2 separate regions of the Sus scrofa genome follow, and region 1 is linked to region 2. Evidence: chromatin contacts called from public HiChIP or PLAC-seq data. All regions are on one chromosome and are shown on one strand. The core of a region is the stretch at or near the end of the contact, and the rest is flanking DNA. Distances in the headings are between cores, read along the strand shown. Region 1 holds the start of SETD1B (histone-lysine N-methyltransferase SETD1B). Region 2 holds the start of CLIP1 (CAP-Gly domain-containing linker protein 1).

Region 1 (4,699 bases), core at 1,537-4,036, 560 kb after region 2:
CTGGAGGCTCAGGACTAGGGACAGGTTGGGCAAGAGTTTGTGGGATGACTGTGCCCACCCCGGAGCAGCATCCCTCCACAAGCCCCAGCAGGGTCTCAAGCCCCTAAACCTCCTGCTCACAAAACCCCTGGAAGCCACCAACCTAACCCTCCCAGGCAGGATTTCCCAGGGGACCCTGCAGGGGCTCTGGACCCAAAACTGTCTGCTCAGTCACAAGGATAGCTGGACCTCAGAGTACCTGGCACTTTCCTCTATATCTATGGGAACTTCTCCAGAGAGCCCCCCAGCCAGCACAGAGGAGGAGTCTCTCAGGACCCTGAGGGTGGGAGGTATGGCTTCTCCAGCCCAGCTCTCCCAGCAGCTGCTCACAGGCTCAGAGTGAGCACAGAGCGGGATTCCGGTGCATGAGAGATGGTGCTGTCTCTTTAAGAGAGAGGAGGGAAGACACGGTGTCAACCCTTGAGCACCCAGAGCAGCCGGCCCAGCTCTATCGGGAACATTATCAATGAAACCGCACTCTACGCCAATGGGTTCCTAATTCCTGGGGGAAGGGGCAGCATGTGAGGGAGGGGCAGTCTGGATCCCTGGAGGACTCCCCTTTTAGTGGCAGGACCAATTCTTTGCATATTTAAATGCATCCTAGTGGCTCTTTCACAGCCCCCCACAAATAAACAAACCCTGCCTCCTCTCCCAACACAGACAGCAACATTGGGGACTGTCTAAACCCAGCCACCAGGGCTCCTACAGGAGCCCATGGGGGTGTCAGCAGTGGGAAAGCCTCCGGGTGGTCCCTAGGGCTGCAGTGGCCAAGGACTGGGCACATTTGGTAAATTATAGCTTGTTTCCTAGCAACAGACAACACATTTAGCCCCACGTGACTCTACCCTCAAGAGGGGGGCAAAAGAAAAATAATGTTGTAGGGGGGCCCCCAAAGAAGAGTGAGGGGCTCCCCAACACTGCAAGAGGGATTCTGGGAGGGAAAGAGTCACACTGACAGGTCCTGCAGTTCCTCCGCAGCGGCCGCGTTGGGCGGACCTCCACTCACCTTTGGTGTCCAGCTCCACGTGGATGATATTGCCCATGACTGAAGTGCTATGCAAGTGCTGAACCGCCTCCTTGGCTCCCCTGACCGTGGCAAAGACCACTTTGGCAATGCCCAAGTGCTTCTTGGTCTTGGGGTTGTACAAAATCTCCACCTCCTCCACCTCCCCATACTTCTTGCACATGTCCCTCAGGAAGTTTTCACGGATGTTATCATTCAGCTTGGCAAATGTCACCTGCTTCGGAGGCACTGGGCCCACGTAGAACTCATCGATCTGACAGGGGACGAGGGGGAAGGGAATTTGGAGAACATTGAAACCAAAGGGAAAACACAACATTCCCCACTCGGCTGCCCTCTGAAAACAATGAAGGGTAAGTAAAAAAATAAATTTTTTTTTTTGGGGGGGAAATGCACGCGGGCGGGCCCGGGAAGCAGAGGATTAAATCGTTTGGAACGTGGAAGTCCTCTGGGTTCGAAAGGAAAGGGGAAAAAGAAACAGTTTCTCTTTCCCCACCCCCCATTCTGGCCTCCTCTCCCAGCTGCCGGGCAGGGGCGACCCCTTGGGCTAGGAAGTTGTCCCCCTAAAGCCACAAGGCTGGGGAGGGGGGCGGGTCTCCGGGGCCGAGTCAATGGGCTGTGAGGAGCCAGGTGGGGACCCGGAGCCCCCATCTGGGCGGGCAGGACACTGTATCAACGCCTAGATTACAGTTTCACCGAGTGTTATTATGTTAACAGCAGCCGAGAAGGGACACCCCTCTGGCAGCAATCTCCCCCTCTCCGCCAAAACTTCCCCGGCCCCGGCCGCCGCGGACGGCGGGAACTCAGAATCAGGCTGGGCTCGGTCAGGACTGGCGTTATTTTCGAACTCGGGGAGTAGGGAGGCGGTGGAAAGGACGCGGGGCAAAGGGGAGGGGTGCTACCTTGAATTTAGGCACCGAAAGCTCCAACTCCTTGTTTTTGGTCCAGATCCCGACGACCCGGGGATCTTCGACAATTTCCACAGGGCGGTTGCTGGACATCTGTGGGGAGGAAGAGTGGGGCGGAATGAGTGGGCTGGCCCCACTCCCCAGGGACAGACCCCCCCCCCTCCAAGCACTTGTCAAACTCCAGGACTGGGGACCCGGCTGACAGTTGGCGGGTGGTCAGGAAGGGGGGGGTGTTCCCGGACCGCTCGGACCCCTCTCCCCGGCACGGCTCGCGGGTGGGTGAGGGCGGCGGGGAGGCGCGCCGGCTACTCACCGCCAGGCTGAAATGCTGCCCATCGTAGCGATACAGTTTATGATGCCCCTTTTTCAAAGCCGGGTCAATCATCAACTTGTAACTTCTCCAATGGTGGTTCCTCCTCTCGCCCGAAGGGCCGGGCTGCGGCGGGGGCTGCTGGTGGTGGTGGTGGGGGGGGTGACTGTTCTCCATGCCGTTAACCCAACCTGAAAACGAGCAAGTTGTTGTCGTCTCCGCCGCGGCGGCGGCGGCGGCGGCGGCCGCTTCTACACACACGCTAAAGAATCAAATCGTCCAGCCCCCACCCCCTCCCACCTTACCAGCGCGCCCCAAAAGGAGCTGTCTCGCTGGCTCCCCCCAAAATAAGAATGGAGCGAGAGAATAACCCTTCCGGAGAATTAGGCGCCCGCCCGCTCGGCCACCGTCTCGGGGCGGCTGCGAGGAGCTCCTGGGGCCCCCTGGTGCGGGCTGGAGGGGCCCGGGGCACCCGGAGGACGCGGGCTCCGGCCCATGGTGCCCGCCCGGCCGCCCGGCCGCCCGGCGTGGCGCTAGCTCGCTCGATCGGCCCGGCTCAGGCGCGGGGCTCGCGGCAGGCCTGGCGCCGCCCGCCCGCCCTCCCGCTCGGCCGGGGCCGGGGCTGGGGGCTCGGGCCGCCTGGCTGCCGGCCGCGGCCTCTCCCTCCCCGAGCCGCGCTTACATCCCCGCCGGGCGCCGGCCTCCCTGCGCCGCCAGCCAGTACATGGTGTCCCCCGCGGGAGCCGAGGCCGGGGCGGCCGGACGGGGGGCCAGGAGGGGGGAGCGCCGCCGCCGCCGCCGCGGCTGCCGGGCCCGGAGCTGCTGCCGCCGCCGCTGCTGCTGCTGCTGCTGCTGCTGCCCGGGAGGCGGCTGGCGGCGGAGGCTCGGCTCCCAGTAGCCGCACATCCCACAATACACCGCTAAGGAGCCCGACCCGAGCGCTCACCCTCCTCCTCTTCCTCCTCCTCCTCCTCTTCCTCCTCCCCTCTCCTTCCTCGCCGCTTCCCCAGGCACTCTCCCGGCGGCGGCAGCTGCGCCGCCAAAGCCCCGGGCCCCAGCGGCCCCCCACCCCTCACTCGCGCGCTCCCACACTGCCTCCCCCCTCCCCGGGGGAAGGCCTTTTAATTTATTTATTCTGCTGGGACTTAGGTGGGGGGCTTGGCTGGCGGGGGAGGGGGTCTCCCCGGGCTCTACCTCCCGCGGCTGGGGCTACCCTCCGAGCTGCGGCCGCCTCGGCTTGCGCCTCGGACCTCCAAAACTGTTTGCAAACTGACAAGACCCGAGGTGGGAGCTCTGGGGAAAGGGCTGGGTTTTGGGGTGTGTGTGTGATTGTGTGTTTGGACGCTGGGAGCCGTGAGGAGAGGCAAGGCGGCTCCAAGACGAGTTGCAATCGAGGTATCTCGGCTCCGGCTTCCTCTTCTGCCCCGCGACCCCCTCCCCCCGGAGCTGAGCTGGGGAGGGGAAACCAGGATTTTAACCAAATTAGCATTCACATTCCTGGGAGGATGCAGCCCTTGCCTGGACCTGGGTGATAGAAGCATTTTTCTCTGTTTTTATTTTTGGAGAGGAGCGCCCTGTAATTGTCGAGAACACATGCTTCTCTCCCCGCGCCACCCCCCTTCCTCTAGCCACCAGCGGAGAGAGTCCCCCTTTTTTGCATTTATCTTTCCTTCCCCTTTCTTTATTAAAGGTCCGGGAGTGGCGGCGGCCAATCAGCGTGCGGCTTCCATTTTGTGAGTTCAACTCCTAGGCTCCCGGGCTTCTCGAGGACGCTTTTGCAGCCCCCTCTGCCTTTCCTGTCGGGCGGCCGAGGCAGGGGAACCGCCTCGTTGGGGCTTCGTGGTGGTGTATTTCATATTGGGGCTCTTTTCGGGGTTTGTAATTTGGCAGTGGGTAGGTAATTGGCTAGAGCAGGGCGGCAGGGCGCGGCAGCCAATGAGAGCTCGGCTTCTATAGGGCTTGAGTTATTAGACGCTGATCTCAAAACATCCTTCATCAGACACCAAGGAGAGGCCAACAGATGAGGGGAGCCATTTTTCTGCAATGGAATTAAATGGCCAAGTGGGTTTTTCCTTTGTTGCAAATGGGGAATGTTTTTCCTTTGACTCCACCATCCAGTTCAGGACGCCTCAGTGTTGTGTTTAACATTTGTCAACAGGCTAAAGGATTCACAATTGGAAGAATGAAGAAGACTTTTTAAAAAGATCTGGATTTTTCCTTATGACTTGGAATCCATCTTTGTCTTGTATAACTAGGTCATAGCACACCATTAATGTCAGCAGTTAACAATTTTGAATTCCAAAAAACCTAAGTAAATGACATATTTATTTTTTTTCCTCTTTTTTCTTGGGTGGGTGGGGGGAGCTTGGAGCTGTCTTAATCTGTATTCTCTTGACTGAACAATAAATTTTTATATATATA
Region 2 (4,394 bases), core at 48-2,547:
TCTACCGCATCTATGATTATATAGGTTGTGCATTAGTGCTGAAAAGTATTCAGATGAGAGGGTGAGGTATGACTTTCAGATTAGGAATATCCATACTGGATACCAGGGGTGCCACCACACTTTGACCTTGCAACTTGCAAACTAAGGTGATGTTGAGTTAGGAAACAGGATTTTTGTGACTTAAGCCTGAATCCAGGGGAGGTGCCAGCAGATACATTTACTTGTTTGTTCAGAACTCCATGCATTTTCATTGCAGTTCCCTCCCCCTGCTCTGTGCATGCCTGTTGGTCCAAGCAGCACCAGTGCTTTGAATAAAGGTCAGCAAGGGGGTCACCCTCCTGATTATTCCCTTCCACCAGAGAGGATGGGGAAGCCCTGGGCCCCCTATCCACTACTAAGTCGTTGTAAAATACTGGGCTTCACCCACAGCTGCAAATTCCTTCCAGGAGCTGCAAAGCTTCTGGGGTTGCCATGGTCCATGGGAGTGAAATGCTGGCCGCCCTCCGCTGCACCGGCCCGGAGCAGGCTGTTGCTGCCTCCCCTCCAGTCCCTTTCAAAAGCTTTTAAAGGAGATCCCTGTGGGGAGGTGGGAGGACAGGACGTTAACCAGGGCTTCCCTCCAAGCGGCTGAGGCGAATAAAAGGCTTTTCTCAAACTGACGGAGCAAGTGTTGGGTTTGTTTCAAGGGATTTTTAAACTCTCGGTCTTTCCCTGGAGGGAAGGGGAGGGAGGAGATGGTCCTTCTCAAGCTTCATTTGCTGCAGTGCTTTCCCCAGAGGTTGCTCACCCTGGGTCTTACTTGGAGGGCGAGGAGGGCAGAGAGGACGCTCCCTAAAGTTAACCAGCTGTGGGCAGCTCCTCCGAGCTTATTTCAAAGGATTTCTCACCCTGGATCTGGCAAAAAAGGAAAAGAAAAAAGAAAAAAATCAGCTGCAAATTAACAGGCTGTGCGATCAAGTCTCAATGGAGCTCTCGGGTGTGACTTGCAAATTCTGGGAACACGTTCAGAAAATGGGGAACTAACCGAGATGATGAGAAGCCCCTTGGTCCAGGCCTCTCGGGTTTCCTCGCACCTTCTTCCCCATCCCGGTCCTCTCTGGGATCTGAGAGCTGGATGGCGGGCGCGCCGGGGGTCTGAGGTTCGTTTCTCCAGAGCGGCGGCCCGGGTGCAGACAAAGAGGCAGCGGCTGGGGGCTCGGACGCGGAGCTGGCGGCGGGGTCCGAGGCGCTGGGCCGACCGGAGTGGGCGCGGCGGCGGAGCGCGCGGGGTGGAGCCGCCGCGGCGTCTTCTCCAGGCGGCGCGCGCCCGCCCGGCCCCGCGGCGGCGCGTCACGCTCTCCCCCGCCCGGAGCCGACGAGCCGGGAGGCGGGAGGCGGCGGCCGCGCGGCTGCTGCTGCTGCAGTGGGGCAGGTGGCGGCGACTGGCGGCTACCGAGGCGGCGGCGAGCGGTGAGCGGGGCGAGCGGGCGCGGCGCGGGCCCTCTCCCCTTCCCCGTCCCCTCCTCACCTTTCCCCTCCCGCCCCGCCGGGCCCTCTCCTGCCCTCCCGGCTTGGGGTCGGGGGCCGGCCCGGCGTCCGAGAGGGGGACCGAGTCCCGCGCACCGCCCCCCCTCGAGGGGTTCCGGGGAGCCCCAGGGGGATGGCCCTGGAGGCCAGGGGTCTCTGGGGTGCTCCCCCGGAGCCGGAAAAGTCGCCGGCCCTGTCAGCGCCGAGCCCGGCCTTCCCTTCCTCCGCCCGCCTCAAGATGGAGCTTGGACTCCTTGCCCCTGCGCCGCCCCAGGCGCCGCTCCCTCCCTGGCGTCCCTCTCTGCTCCCCTCGGCCCTGGGGGGGTGGACCCCCTGGAGGGGCCGAGGCCCGGCGGGACCTGTTGCCCCGGCGGCCACCTGAGCATTGCCCGGGCCCTTGGCAGCGGTGCCCGCGAACCGGAATGGAGGGCACCCTGGCCGTGGCCTCGGCGGCGAGCTGACCCAACTGGCCTGGGGCCTGGCCGGCCGTGGCTTTTGTCCCCCACACACAGCCCCCCCGAGTGGGACTGATTGTTGGAGAAGGTAGATGATGAGAGGTGATAGGGATTTCTGAAATAACCCCGCTGCCCCGTAACCCGAACCTTCTGCCTCGGCAGGGGATTGGCTCTGAAGGCAGATGACACTTGTTCAGAGGTTATTTTAAAAGCAGACACCACTGCTTCCCCTCCTTTGGCGGTCCTGTGCTTCAAATATCTGATTTTGATCTGGGGAGAAATCCTGAACTCATCTTTCTCCACTTCATGTGGCTTTTCCATCTGGCAGGAACCGCGCCCCACCCCCCCCTCCCGTCACAGCCCCACCTCTTTGCTTTGAAGAAATTACACGTTCAGTCTGCAATGTTTCGATACCTGTTTTTAGCAAAACCTGGGCGCCAATTACTGTATTTTAAAAGGAGGGTGGAAAAAATGCTGCATCTTTTTTTTTTTTTTGGTTCGGCAGCCTTGACTTCTTTCTGTTCTAGGTTAGGACCCTGCCTGGCCAATAAGAGCTTTGTATTAGTGTTACTGCTGTTGCTCTTATGGTTGTGGTTCTGGTTGGTGTTATTTTTATTTTTTATTTTTTAAAAACTGCTACTACCTATAGTATGCACAGCCTAGAGACCAAATGTATTAGACCTTTGGGTTTAATGATAACCTTTGACAAGAGTGCTCAGGTATGTTGCTCCTCAGCTTTGGTGCATTTTTCTCTGGAAATGTTAACCTTTATTGAGGGTTTCTGGTGGTCAGGCCCTGGGCTAGTGTTTCGTGTGTCTTATCTTATTAATTAATCTAACCTGTGACTGTGCTATCATTATCCCCATTTTACAGAGGAGGCATAGAAAGGTCAAGGACCTTGCCCTGCCCAGGGCCACACAGCTGATAAGTGGTGGTGTCAGGATTTGAGCTCAGGTATTCTGACTCCAGGTGCTTTGTTATTGAATTAGTGTGGTGGCTGTCTGACAAGGAGCAAGGCTGGCCCTTATTAAAGCAAAGACAGTGGGTGTTTGCTTGGCCAAGGGCTTGTCCTGGGTTTTTAAGGTTCAGAGAAAGTGAAGTACAGCTTAGGCTTCTGCTAGGCCTAGTTCAAAAGGTAAAAAAACAAACTGGATGGACCCTTCGAAGGTATTCTAAAGATAAAGATGGTGCTCTTCCCTGTTTTTCTCAACAATTGCTTAAGCTCCTACTTGAGTTTGAATATGGCATGAGCGGATCTGGTTTCTGTTCTTCAAGAGTTTAGAATTTGGTGCTCTTATTTACCTTAAATTTTTTTCATCTAGTGTCTGATATTAAGCCTCTTGTATCTCATGTGACCCATAAAAGCATGTGAACTTAAGTCTAGTTTTCTTGCCTTTTAAGTGCTATCTCTGTTGGGATTCTAATCCCAATGCATGGTGTGTAAGAGATAAATTGGACCTCTTATACTCTGTACAAAGATAGGCACTTTTGATTTTTGTCACATATTGGCAGCCTGTTCTTAATTTTGTGCAGATGTATTTCTGTTCTTCCTAGTGTGTATGTGTGTGTACGTATATGTATATGTGTGTATGTGTGTGTGCACACATAATCAATAATGTATATGTTTGTGTACATGTATGTGTATATGTATATTTTTATTTTATTTTGTTTTTTTGCTTTTTAGGGCCGCACCAGAGGCATATGGAAGTTCCCAGGCTAGGGGTTGGATCGGCCATGCAGCTGCTGGCCTACCTGACAGCCACAGCAACTCAGGATCCGAGCCGGGTCTTCGACCTCCACCCCCATCCACGGCAATGCCGGATCCTTAACCCACTGAGCGAGGCCATGGACTGAACCCGCATCCTCATGAATCATAGCTGGGATTGTTAACCACTGAGCCATGACGGGAACTCCAGTATGTGTATATGTTTATGTGTGTATATCGATATCTGTCTATATCTGTATCTATATCTCAAAGACCTTGTATTTCACTTTGTAGCACCCCCTGCAGAATTCTGCAGTCCCATGTGCTCAGTGAATATTCATTATTTAGTTAATTGAAAATAGGTCCCTAAGTTTCAGGACTGGTTTTTATAGAAGTTAAAGCTAAAGAAAAACAACTGAAGGTAATGTAGTCAAGTCACAGGAAGATGGCTTAATATTTGTTAGCATTAAAACTTTGTGCATTGTTAACTAAAGTGAGACTTTTCATCTCATATAAATTGTTACTTTTCCACTTTATCCTAATTATTAGCTTCTTTCCTTTTTTCCTCATAAAAATGAGGTGGGATGTCGAGTGTGTTTTTCTCAGATATACAGAATGGACAATGTTGTTTCCTAATCATTGCAAGCCACTAGTTCTCTTTTTCTTTATTTTTGAAGTGGTGATAGTCTTCCCAAAGGGAGCTTGTGGAGCTCTGGTGTACCTATATG

The links. HiChIP or PLAC-seq counts read pairs in DNA pulled down with a chosen protein or histone mark.
Region 1: a contact with region 2 is called in an H3K27ac HiChIP or PLAC-seq map of alveolar macrophages. The contact joins the promoter of SETD1B here to the promoter of CLIP1 in region 2. A contact is called at or near these places in 2 of 2 datasets of contacts at active chromatin or transcription factors (alveolar macrophages and skeletal muscle).

The regions. Positions count from the first base shown.
Region 1 is chr14:30,882,806-30,887,504 of Sscrofa11.1, forward strand. It overlaps SETD1B (histone-lysine N-methyltransferase SETD1B), which reads right to left and starts at 2,787. Exons shown (of 19, transcript XM_021073231.1): 1 at 2,584-2,787; 2 at 2,282-2,469; 3 at 1,963-2,061; 4 at 1,046-1,316. The coding sequence starts at 2,455. It also overlaps a transcript of RHOF not described here.
Region 2 is chr14:30,319,573-30,323,966 of Sscrofa11.1, forward strand. It overlaps CLIP1 (CAP-Gly domain-containing linker protein 1), which reads left to right and starts at 1,298. Exons shown (of 26, transcript XM_021072961.1): 1 at 1,298-1,449.